Regions from separate parts of the Sus scrofa genome. Here region 2 is linked to region 1. A link is a contact called in public Hi-C data. All regions are on one chromosome and are shown on one strand. The core of a region is the stretch at or near the end of the contact, and the rest is flanking DNA. Distances in the headings are between cores, read along the strand shown. Region 1 holds the start of LOC100738003 (25-hydroxycholesterol 7-alpha-hydroxylase-like). Region 2 holds the start of BHLHE22 (class E basic helix-loop-helix protein 22).

Region 1 (5,786 bases), core at 3,037-5,536:
TGAGTGTCATATTGACTGCTCATAATTTTATCTGCATAAACCTATAGGGACCAGAGTTTTATGTCATTTTTCAGATGGAAAAATGGAGACTGGCCTCCAACGTAGCAAGGCAGCTCTGAGGCAGGTCAAGTACAAAGCAGAGGCCCAACCATTCCCACAGGGCACTCTGGTTGTGAGCCACTCAAGGGAAAAACAGGATTCCTACAATGGAGGCCAGAATGATGGAACAGATCAGGGAAGGGGTCAGTGAAAGAAAGCTCTACGGAGAGCTGTGAAAGGAGAGGAGACTCCACTGTGGAATGTTCAAGCTGATGAATCACCGGGTGCCCTGAAGCCCATCAAGTCTTGGTTTTCCTTACATCAAAAGGAAACAGTAATGCCTACATCTGATTGTGAAGATAAGATAAAATGTGTGTGTAAAACATAAAGCAGTACCTGGCACATGGCAGTTCTTCTCAATCCTTGCTTCTTGCTTCTTCCATTTTCTTCCCTTCCTCTGCTTTACAATTTTGCCCAGAAGTGGTCTTCACTCTAGAAGAATGGGAGAGGAAGTCAAAGTTAGTTAACACATAGCTCATGAAAAAGAGAAAAACAATAACTGCAGCCATTCTTTTCAGTTAAAGATATGACTCAAACCCAGTCTACATTTTATGTCAAAGGTTAATGGGGCCTTTCACGACTGAGTACTCCAACCTGCTTTTAGGAAATTCCCAGTATTAGAACAAATAAAATATGGAATTCTTCTTTGACAGTTTCCACAGCAGTGCTCAAATGTTTCTCAATAACTGAAGCCTACAATCTGCTCTTTCCCCCAGCACATTCTTTGCTTCCTGGGAACTTACAGGATTGTAGCCATATGGGTACATGATCTTAAATCCCTCCATCTCACCCCACGGTCTCATGCTGACTAGTCTCTTTTCTTTCTCCTTTCCAATGTCAACCCTTTTAGTCCTCTTTGGTCCAGCTCTTTGGAGGGAGAGCTATCTCTTTCACTTTTATAACCCCAGCAGGCCAGGTACAGTGCCACAGATATGCGTTGTACTTAACAAAAATTACTGACACAACAGGTGGACTTGGAGGTCTCCGTTCAGTGAATTAGTATTTTCAGAGTCAGAGCAGGAGAAGTAGGACAATAGAAGTTGAAATACAGAGAAATTCAAGTTTTACTGACTTTCCAAACATGCTCTTTAGACTCAAAAGAGAAGGCCTTAAGGGAAGCAGGGCCAGAATTCAAGCTGTCATCTTATATGAGGACAGAGAGAGACACTAAAAGCTTAGACTTCCTGGTAGATGAGAGTCACCTGGGCTTTGGAGTATGCCCTGTTATCTGGATTTTCATGGCTCTTCCTTTAGAGCCACCAATATATCACCCTCTCCCTTGACTCTCTGATTCCACTTTGGTTTTTGCTTGTATATTCCTCTCCATGCGTCTCACAATCAGTATTTTCTGAAGAAAGATGACTACACTAGTTGCTGTCTACACTGAACACATTTTCAGATCTGGATACCTCAAAGTCTAAGGACCACTCAGGACTATTTTTGATCTGACTTCGGATTCTGGCCTAATTAGTGTAGCCAAGGTACACAAGATAGTAACACTAGGTAGCTGGTGTTGAAAGATAAATTCATGGCTAATTTCCAAAGGGGGCTCTTGGGAAGCTAGAATTTTATAGTTGCCTTACCTATTTGCCTTATGAACCCCTGTGGTGAAATTAAGCTGGAGCTATCAGATTTGGAAAAAAAGAAAAAAGAAAAAAAGAGGATGCCAAGTCAAATTTGAATTTCATATAAACAACAAATACTGAATGCAATATTGGGGATATACGTCTATGTACACAGGCAGCTGCATGAGTTCCAGGTAGGGTCTACATTCTAATCAGCAGAAAAGGGGAAGGAGGCAAAAGGCCTGGCCATTCCTATTAAGGACACTTTCCTGAAGTAATACCTTAGACTTAGCCTCCTGGTAAGAATTTAGTCACATGCTCACATCTAACTACGAGAAAGTCTGGAAAAGCAGCCTTTATAATGGGCAGCCATATGCTCAGTTAAAAATCAAGGACTATTACTGAAGAGGAGGGGGAAACAGATATGGAAGGTCAGCTAGTCACCTGTCTGAGAAGTGATGGGAATAAAGGTATGTTTTGGAGGTAAATTAAGTTGAACTGGATTGAATATAATGATACTGATATTGGGTTACAAAAGCAAAAGAGGAATAAAAGGTGTGCTTAGATTTTATTTCAACCAGGCCACTTTATAGTAGGGTGGTCCCTTTTTAACAGAAATGGAAAACACAAGAGAAACATATATTCGAAATGTATTAAGTGTATACCATAAAGAGTTCTAAATAAGATACTATACAGATATCAAAGGAAGAGAACACAGGTGCTAACCAGATATAGTAGGTGACACTCTAGTCTTCCTCTTTCCACTTACCTAAGACAATGTGATTAGCCACAGGTGTTTTCTGTTACTACTGTTATAAGGTAAAATGATTAGCAGGCTGCCTGGCACATTGTAAATGCTCAGATAAACTGATTAATGCTGAACACTTTAACCTCCATTTTCAAACAGAAGAGTCATCCAGGACATCAAATGGAAAACGAAAGTACAAAAATTGAGAATTCTTGTGAAAATGAGTGAGAAGGGCTTTCTGCAATGAGTGCAGAAATGCTCGGCATGGGTACCACTCTGTAAACTGGCTCTGCTGGCCAGGCAGTAATGGAAACAAATTTGCTTTTTCTTGGAGGAGACAGAATAGTCATTGGATCTAATAGCACCTGGATCCTGTTGCAGTTGGATCTCCTGGAACATTGAGTCTATGACAGGAGACAGGAGAGGCAGTAGAAAAACCCTGGCATAAAAGTCAAAGATGAAGAAACTCACAAAGATTAACATTCTCATGCTCACCCAATCATTCCCAGCTTTAAGGCTTAGGAAATCAACACAGCAGTAATCCAGTGTTGGAGCACCAACTAAGAGCCAGGCACAGGTGAAGCACTTCCAACTACATTATCTCAAGTCCAGGGTGGTGGACCAGATCACAGACGGCAAAGTAGGTGCAGACAAGGTCGTCTAAGAGATGGTTCTTACCTAAAGCAGGCAAGACAGACATAGACAGAAATAACTCAGATATAGAGGGACAAAGAATGGAATGATAAATAGAGACAGTATAAAAGTATGGAGATGGGAGAGATTCATTAAAAAATGAGTTAGGAATAATTTCTAGAAGGAAGTGGGATTTGAGCTGGGCCTTGAGAGGTACGTAGAATTTTTGTATTTAGAGGAGAGAGGAAATATTTTTCAGAGGGAATATCAAAAGCAAAGGTGTAAAAGGGCTGATGGCAAGGCACCAGCGACTCAGACTTCCATGAACATGCAACTGTACTAGGCACGCACGAGACAAACTGTGGAGGGCTTCTCACTGCAGGTCGAAGATTTATGACTTTATCAAAAAGGCAACCATCAAGAGTTCTGAACAGGGTCAAAGCTGGACAGGTCAGTGTTGTAGGGAATGGCAATGGGGAGGCTGGGCTGGAAAACTCAAAGGTCAGGGGAACGGAGCTTCTGAAGCTGCTCTAAAAGTCCAGAGACCTGCTCAAATAAAATCTTAACAGAGAGGAAAGAACTCAGTGGTACTGGAACAGCCCTGATTAGAACGGTTGTTACTTATCAATTGAGTGACTAGCGTAAGTTGTTAACCAGCGCTTCATTATCTGTTCTCTAAAACGTGGCTAAAAATTCCATTCCAAGTTTGGTGGGGAGCATAAACGACACACGTGTGAAGTCCCTGGTGGTGAATGACCGTGACTCAGGAAAAGAAATTCTCAAAGTTTCTCCCTTATGCTTTCAAAAGTCCACCTGCGGGCCTTGGACGACTTGTGTTTAGTACCTTAGCGTCTGTTTCGGTATAGCTCCTTTCCTCTTTGTCCTCCTGGACGGTGCGCCCCATCAGGACCGGGGCTGGAGCCCGACCCTGGGCCACGTACTCCGGGCCTCAAAGACAGTTCTGGGCGCACACGAGGCGCGGGAGCCGCGCGGCGAGTGGAGGGCAGCGAAGCCCCGGGGTCAGAGGGTGCCTACGGGATCCCTGGGGCCGGATCCCATCCCACCCCGCTCCCGGTTCCTTAGCCTCCCGAGGCGCGCGGGCTAAAGAGATGACGAACCCGAGCGACTCACTTTCGACTCAGAACTGAAATCCCCTTCCCTCAGGCCTTCGGAGGCTGGTGCTCAGGAAGTCCTAGCCCCTTCCCCCTCTTCTTTGGCCCTTCTTCCTGCCCCGGGGGGCCGGCGCGCCGTTTTCCAGAAGCTGCTGGCGGGAGGCGGCAGTCGAGCGGGGCGGTGCGTGTGGGAGGGGGGTGTGCAGGGGGAGGGGAGTCCGGGAACTTTGAGACTCGGCCCGGGGGCCCTCGGTGACATTCCAGGCGAAGCCGCGGCCAGGCCAGCCTCCCGGGCTCGGACCCTGACCTTCCGCCGGCTGCAGAGTCTCCGGCCACGCCGCCCCGGGAGGGAGAGAGAGAGAGAGAGAGAGACCCCCGCTGTCCCCGCAGCCGCGCGCCATCCAGACGGCGGAAGACGCGTCGGCGGGCATGGGCCGCTTCTCGCCGGAGCCGTGGCTGCCGCAGCTACTCAGCCCCCGGGGCCTGGCTCTCGCCGCGGCCCTGTTGCTGCTGGTCTTATTCCTGCGCACCCGGCGCACCAGGTAAGCGCCCGGGCCACGCATGCGTCGTGGGCCTCGCCACCGCGCGCGACCGAGATGGTCCCGCCGGTCCCCTCCAGGCCTCCCGGCGCGGCGAGGCACAACTTGCAGGGGGTGCCTACATCTTTGGGGGTCGTGTGCAAAGACAAAGGCTTCCTGGGCCTTTTGCCCGGGCGTCGGAGTTCGTGTGCAAACGATGTGCCGCTCCAGTGTAGGTTGTAGGCAGCCCCAGGTTTGCATTTTACAATGTGCATCAGGCTTGGCTTCCAGACACATTTTGGTGCCTAGTTACAGTGACTTGATGCTTAATGGCCTTGCATTCATAGAGGGGGGTTTTCTTCCATTACATTCCGTTATAAGTGAAGTGTTTTAGGAAAATGCCGATGTATGGTCTGAATGATACCGCTGGGTGCCTCTCTCTGTGCCTCAGTTTACCCCTGGCCCACGTTTGGCAGATAAAATAATAGTATCTCATGGGATTTTTGTGAGTACTGAACGAGCTTAGAGTATGTGTTTGATACATTTATTTTTCTTAGAACAAAAGAAAACAGTAACAGAACTACTAGGTGTGTCACACTTGATGGTCTCATTGAGAGTATGGAAGTAGAGGCCACTCCCTTGCCTTCTGAGATGGCCCACTCTGTTTATCTCTCTCAATAAATCTCTCTCCAAAAAAGGTTAAAAAAAAAAAAAAAGGAAATGTGGAAGTAGAAGAAACAAGACAAGTTCAACCTAAAAGCACTCATTTTGAAATCACTCTGTTTCTTTTCTTACCTGGTGCCTTTTTCATACTACCAGGTTTCTCATAGCATGTTAACCCCCTTGTTTTTTATTTTTGTCTGATCATCTAGGTGGAGGCTGGTGTCATTTCCTGAGGTAGGGCAGGTTTAGCGGAATGGAGGGGACCAGCAATTTTGTTTGGGGCCGTTAGATAGTGAAGGCTGTGTTTCTGGTGCTCAGTGGCGAGGTCCAGGGAGAATATTTAATTATGAATGTCACAAATATGAAATGAGTGTAGGTTGGTCACCTGGTGAGAGAGTCTGATGGAGAAGCAGGGAGTCTAGGCCACGCTCCTTATTGCAGGGTCTGG
Region 2 (5,839 bases), core at 1,484-3,983, 190 kb after region 1:
CCAATAGATCCATCACCGCTCCCCACTCACCATCCAACCTGACAAACTGAATTTGTATTATCTGCAAGGAGTGGAAAATAGCAGACTCCATTTTCCAAAAAGGTTTTCTTGATTTTCATAGGATAGAAAGGCAGGCAAACAGCCATGCAAACTAAAACTGAAAGCTCACTTTGGGTAAATAGCTTCTTGCTCTTAGTTTTATTTCTTTTTAAGTTTTTTTTTTTTTTAGAAAAATAACAAAGGATTTCACACCATAGGCAAATCAAACCAGTCTTTCAACTTAAATAATTCTCCACAGTTAAAATAACTTATACATGTACATATATATTAAAAGCAATTAAATTAGAACTTTTAAAAATGCACAGCACAGCCTGGAAAAATATTTGCTTAGCATGTTCTTATAGGATCTATTGCTGTGATGTCTTTCCTTTTTAGAATGCAAAGGAGTCCCCTTTCAAAAAGAGATCAATTCACTCATCAATTAAGAATACACCTTTCCTGTAATTTTTGGACTGAAGCAATTTATTAAAGCTCAATTTAAATACAGGGATGACGCAACTGAAGAGATCCAGGTGACCTTTGATAAACCTAAGCAGCTCAGATATATCAATATGTTTCTTCATACTTGTTGGCAAATAAACCCTTTTAAACACTTGGCACACAATATAAGTTAATCTATAAAACAGAATTTTAGAGGCATTAAAAAAAGTCTGCACATAAGACCTATGACCTTAACACATGATAAATACTGTTGATGTGGAAGGGTCATTGAAGAATAACAAATAAATACCATGTATTGTTAATACATCATTGCAGAGTGGAAAGTAACAAGGTGCACATAAATATTTTTAAATGCAATTCTTTCAGCCACAGTCAGTTTTTTATATCACTCTTGCCAAAACTTTTGAGCATTTTCACAGAATGAAAGTTCAGAGACAATAAAAAATACAAGTCTTTCATAGCAACGTGTCTCTTTCTGGTTTTTTTCTTTTTTTTTTTTTTCACTTAAATAAATCTACATTTCAAGTTTTTCTCCTGGCTCAGAATCAAAATTTATTTTCAAGTGCCCTTTCTGATTTGTCTGAATGAATACTCCGTCCCACAACCCACCCAAACCCGAACTCTTCCTCTCTCCCTCTAGCCAATTTCACAATTAGTAGTAGGATTACTATTTTGCCATGTAACTCTCCACGCTTAATAACGACTACATCCCAACTTATATTTAACCTTAAAGGGAAACTCTGCTTCCTCGCGATCTAAGCTGCCACCAAAGTTGCCACTTTTCCGTGAAAAAAGACATCCGTCCTCCACCCCAACTCCACCTCCCTCCTCCCGCCCTGCCCACCCTAAAGACCGAAATTCTGGGGATGTCAGGGCTGGAAGTCCCGTTTGTCTCTGATACTTCTCAGTTCTCGCCTCTGCTTTGTTTGCTCTGCAAGTGTTTCACAACTACGAGAGGACCAAATAAGGGGGGTGGGGGCAGCTTTTCACTTTCCTCTAGCTTGGGGGTCGGTCTTGTGTTTTGCTGTTTTTTTTTTTTTTCCGGGGAGGGGGGCGTTTAAGGCTTCTCCGTGCACTGTTTGCAGAGGCTGGAAGAGACGCTATTGAACAGGGCGCACTTCTCCGGGCAGGAGGCGGCCGGGGGCAGCCCGGCACTGAAAGGGTAGCCGGCAGCCTGCTCGTAGGCGCCGAGAGCCGGGTGCAGGGCAGCGGCCGCCGCCGCCGCCGCCGCGGAGCTGGGCAGCGAGGCGGCCGAGATGGCCTGGCCCTGATTGAGGTAGGCGACGAGGCGCCGCATCTCCTCCAGGGCCTGCGCCTGCATGAGGATGTAGTTCTTGGCGAGCAGCAGCGTGGCGATCTTGGAGAGCTTCCGCACCGAGGGGCTGTGCGCGTAGGGGATCACCGCGCGCAGCTCGTCCAGCGCGTCGTTCAGGTCGTGCATCCGCCGGCGCTCCCGGGCGTTGATGTTGAGCCGCAGCGCCTTTTGCTCTTTGGATTTCTTGCTGCTGCCGCCGCTGCCGCCGCTGCCGCCGCTGCCGCCACCACCCCCGCCGCCTGCTCCGCCGCCGCCCGGGCCCCCCGGGGGGGCGTTGGCGCCGCCGTGGAGGTGGGCGTTGGAGCAGCCCTCGGCCGCCTTGGCGCTGCCGCCTCCCGCGCCCGGGGAGGCCCGCGGGTCGGCGCCCCCGGCCCGCAGCACCAGCTCGCAGCGGCCGTCGCTGTCGTCGTCGGGGCTCTGCTCGCCGCCGCTGCTCTCGACCACCGAGCCCCGGCTGGCGCTCTCGCCGTATTTGAGGCATAGGGCGGCCCCGGCCGGCAGGCTGCTCAGGCTAGGGTCGCCCCCAACGCCGGCAGAGCCCGCCAGCAGCCCCGGGACGCCCACCCCGCCGCCGCCGCCGCCTCCTCCCGCGCCGCCACCGCCGCCTCCCCCGGGCGGCGGCAGCAGCAGCCCTGCCCCCTCGGGGTCAGCCGGCTCGAAGCAGCCCAGGGGCGACGAGGAGGAGGACGCCGGGCGCTCCCGAGGCGGCGGCGCCAGGGACAGGTCCATGCCCGGGGGCGTGGAGCGGAAAGCCGCCTCTAAGCGCTTGGCGGCGGAGGCGCTCAGGCTCTTGTGCAGGAAGAGGTCGTCTTCGCCCGCGGCGGCCGCGCCGAGGTGCAGCCCGCGCTCCATGGTCCGGCGCCGGCGCGCAGCCCGGGCCCGCCGCGCCGGCCGCCGCCGCCTCGGCTCGGGAGGCAGGCGGCGCCGAAGACGCACCCGAGCCGGGCTCCGGGGCTGGTGCGTGCGTCGGTCCCGGTGCTGAGTGCAGCCCTCTCCCCTTCTTTTTCTTTTTCGCCTTCCCCCGCGCTCGCCGCCTCCTCTTCTTCTTCCTCTTCGTCTCCAGCCGGTGGTGCTGGCTGCTGGGGCTCACCATGGGCCGCGGCCCCGCATGGTGGGAGGGTGGGCGCGGAGGGAGTGGAGCCGCCGCCGCCGCCGCTCTGAGCCCAGCCCCGCGCCTCCTCTCCGCACCGTTTATCTTGCTTGGATTCACCTTCAAGAGATTTCCGGACCCATCAACCAGCCGCTGCCACAGACGGGGGAGTCTTTTACATCATTATCTCTGAGTAGGTTATTATGAAGAAGAGTCGCCTGTTGGGACAGCGCTTTCTACCCAATCAGGTTAACGTTTTAATTAATAGGATTAAAACGGTAACAAACAATCGCAGGCGCTATCTGGCCGCGAGTCTGAATAGTTTCATTTCCCAGGTCTGAAGACAGGCAGCAGCTAGCGCTTTATAAAAGGCGCCTGCTCCATTATTCTGCCTGCCATCTGTATACACAGCTTAGCGCATATGTTTGCAAGGCGCTGGGTCCTGTTAGTAACCCAACAACTGCCTTTAGCTTGACATGTGTGGCGACTTTCACTCATCAATGAGCACACTAAAAGCCCTACTTAGAGCCGAGGATGTTCTTTGCTCCTTCAGCAAATTGTGGATCTGCGGCGAAGCCCGGGAGTCCCATGGAAAGCAGACGTCCCCCCCCGTACCCCACCCCCCACTGCCCTTCCCTCGCCACTGCGGTCTCATCTTGTGCCACATGGCCCTTCCAGGCGAGACGCTACTCCACCCTTGTTCATAGGATGACTCTGGTCTAGATTGGAGATGGGACTTTGGGGGGGGGGCAGGTGGTGTCCCTGTGGTGTCCCCGCTGGCTTGCCCCCAAGATTTTTAGCTAGTAAGGGACCAAAGCAATCGCCCCCCCACCCAACTTGAACACACTGCTTTATTCCGCCCTAGCCCCCCTCCCCCTTGCCCATTCCCGTCCCAGATTGGGAAAACAAAACAAAATAAAGAGCAAGGTGATTATGCAGCCCATTAGATTTTTTTAAGGGGGGGGGTGCGCTTTTGCCGCGGTCTCCAAATAGCTGTTCCAGTGATGGTGGTTATGAAGCACAGGGATTTCCTAAACAGGAAAGAACTGTTTGCTGAAACTTTCTTCAAGATTAAAATCCAGTTGTTTTAGAATAGTCAACTTCACCAGGAGTCAAATCCTCTCACGAACCAAGTGGGGCATTTGTGCATATTTATTTAGCTGGAAATGTCGCCGCCGCAGCAAGGAAGCCATTCAGGGACGTCTGAGTCTGCTGCGGTTGTTTTTGGAGGAAGAGCAAAGGGAGAAGTGTGAAAACAAGTGCTCCTCTCAGGATGGGAAACAGTACACGCGGTCCTCCAGCTCCTGCGTCCCATGTCTGGGAGTACATGGTATTTAGCGGCTGGTTTTCATCCTTATGACATAAGTAAAAACAATATTTCCCAACACCGCCAATAAATCTTTCTTATGTGGCAGAATTACTGAAGCCTATGAAATTTTGGGTTTCTCTGGTCTCATTAAAAACCTTTTAATTGTGGCTTTCAGAGTTGGCCCCAGGTGTTGGACTCTTTTCATTACATTTTGCTCTAATGTGATGAAATTCTAATTCTCTCCTTACCATATGGTTAAATTTCCCCACTGAGAATTAGTTGAAAAAGGAGAAATAATCTATTAATCTCTGTAATAGATTCACAAATGAGGTTCGCCACAGAACCTGTTTTTGAATGGTAATATCAGAACAGTTGGGCGCCTTATTTCATAAAGGAGGGGCGAGGACGACACAGAAACGTCTGCATTTTCACCTGGAAAGGAGGCAAAGGGGCCCAGAGGTATCTTTCCAAAATAATTGCCAGAGATTCAGTCTCTTGGGCATGGACATGCTACGCCGTCGTAGGTTACTTTCGCGCCGTCCTATTGACTAGAACCCAAAGATTACGAAAGAGTAAGCGGGCTGCGGGAGGCTTTCGAGCTTGGGACCCGGGCGGGCGGCTCTGGAAGGCTCCAGCCGGCTCACGTGTCTCGCTGGGGACCCCAAAGCACGTCGACGTGCGGGGCGGCCCCTCGCTCGCAGCTTCCCCACCCCCTCCCTCCCCCTGGCGCGCGCAGCTGTTAACCTCCCGCTTTAGGAAGCTAAAGACACGCTCTTGTTACTGTTTTCCAATTAGCAGCTTTGTTTTTCACCGGCTTCATAAACAAAGCTTCTCTGTAAACAGAGGTGAGTCGTGTGTGCCTGATACTAACTGACCAAAGAACTCTGGCCACTTGCGGGAGGTCCAAGGCTGGCACCGTCGTGGCTCTGGGAGGAGTGGAGACATGTTTCCGGGGGTGTCTGACTCGATTCTCCGCCCAGCCTGTCTTTCTGATGCTCAGCCACTTCCCTCAGGACGCCTGGATCCCTGCCGGCCACTAAGTGGGCACTAGAAAGGCGCAGGAGCTCCCACGTCCGGGCCGGGTGGCAACTCGGTCTTAGCTACGAGCGCCACAAAGGGCTGTGCCCAGTTGGACAGGAATGGCCGAGCAGGGGGCCACCACCAAAAGCCGCAAGGGGGAGGCTTACTCTGGCTAGATTCCGACCCTCCCAGTATAACTCACATAGAGAGCACCCAGTGACACCCCACCCCGACCCCACTTCCACGCCCTCCTTTCTCCCCCTCCCCGGCCATCCAACCTTCTAAAACAAACTTTCGCTCAACTTTATATTACTCTGTCGGAGCTCCAAATCTCTTTCTTTGCCGGTTCGAGAAAATCCCCTTGGTCTCCCCGGAGGAGGTGGCTGCTTAATAGTCCCTGGAAACTTAGCTTTGGGAAACTGTGTAAGAATTTATAGATGCTCTAAATGTGGTCCTTATAACAACCGTCGGGGAATGGTCTTTGAGGTTTATGCACTCGTAAACTTTTGCTGATTGCTTCTGGGAAGTTGTCAGGCACTTAACGCTGCATTTATCTTACAGGCAATGAAAACACATCTGCCCGGTGTCTCGTTACCCGGTTTAA

What was found. Hi-C and Micro-C count contacts between places; a contact is called where the count stands out from the background.
Region 2: a Hi-C map of liver shows a contact between it and region 1, with 2.1 times the contacts expected there. The contact joins the promoter of BHLHE22 here to the promoter of LOC100738003 in region 1. A contact is called at or near these places in 1 of 5 promoter capture datasets (liver), 3 of 47 Hi-C or Micro-C datasets (embryonic fibroblasts, fetal skeletal muscle and liver) and 1 of 2 datasets of contacts at active chromatin or transcription factors (skeletal muscle).

Annotation. Positions count from the first base shown.
Region 1 is chr4:69,611,667-69,617,452 of Sscrofa11.1, forward strand. It overlaps LOC100738003 (25-hydroxycholesterol 7-alpha-hydroxylase-like), which reads left to right and starts at 4,287. Exons shown (of 6, transcript XM_021089296.1): 1 at 4,287-4,699. The coding sequence starts at 4,587. LOC102167557 (a long non-coding RNA gene) reads right to left here and starts at 4,310. Exons shown (of 7, transcript XR_002343278.1): 1 at 4,177-4,310; 2 at 436-531.
Region 2 is chr4:69,800,642-69,806,480 of Sscrofa11.1, forward strand. It overlaps BHLHE22 (class E basic helix-loop-helix protein 22), which reads right to left and starts at 2,734. Exons shown (of 1, transcript XM_003481394.4): 1 at 978-2,734. The coding sequence starts at 2,668. The coding sequence ends at 1,559.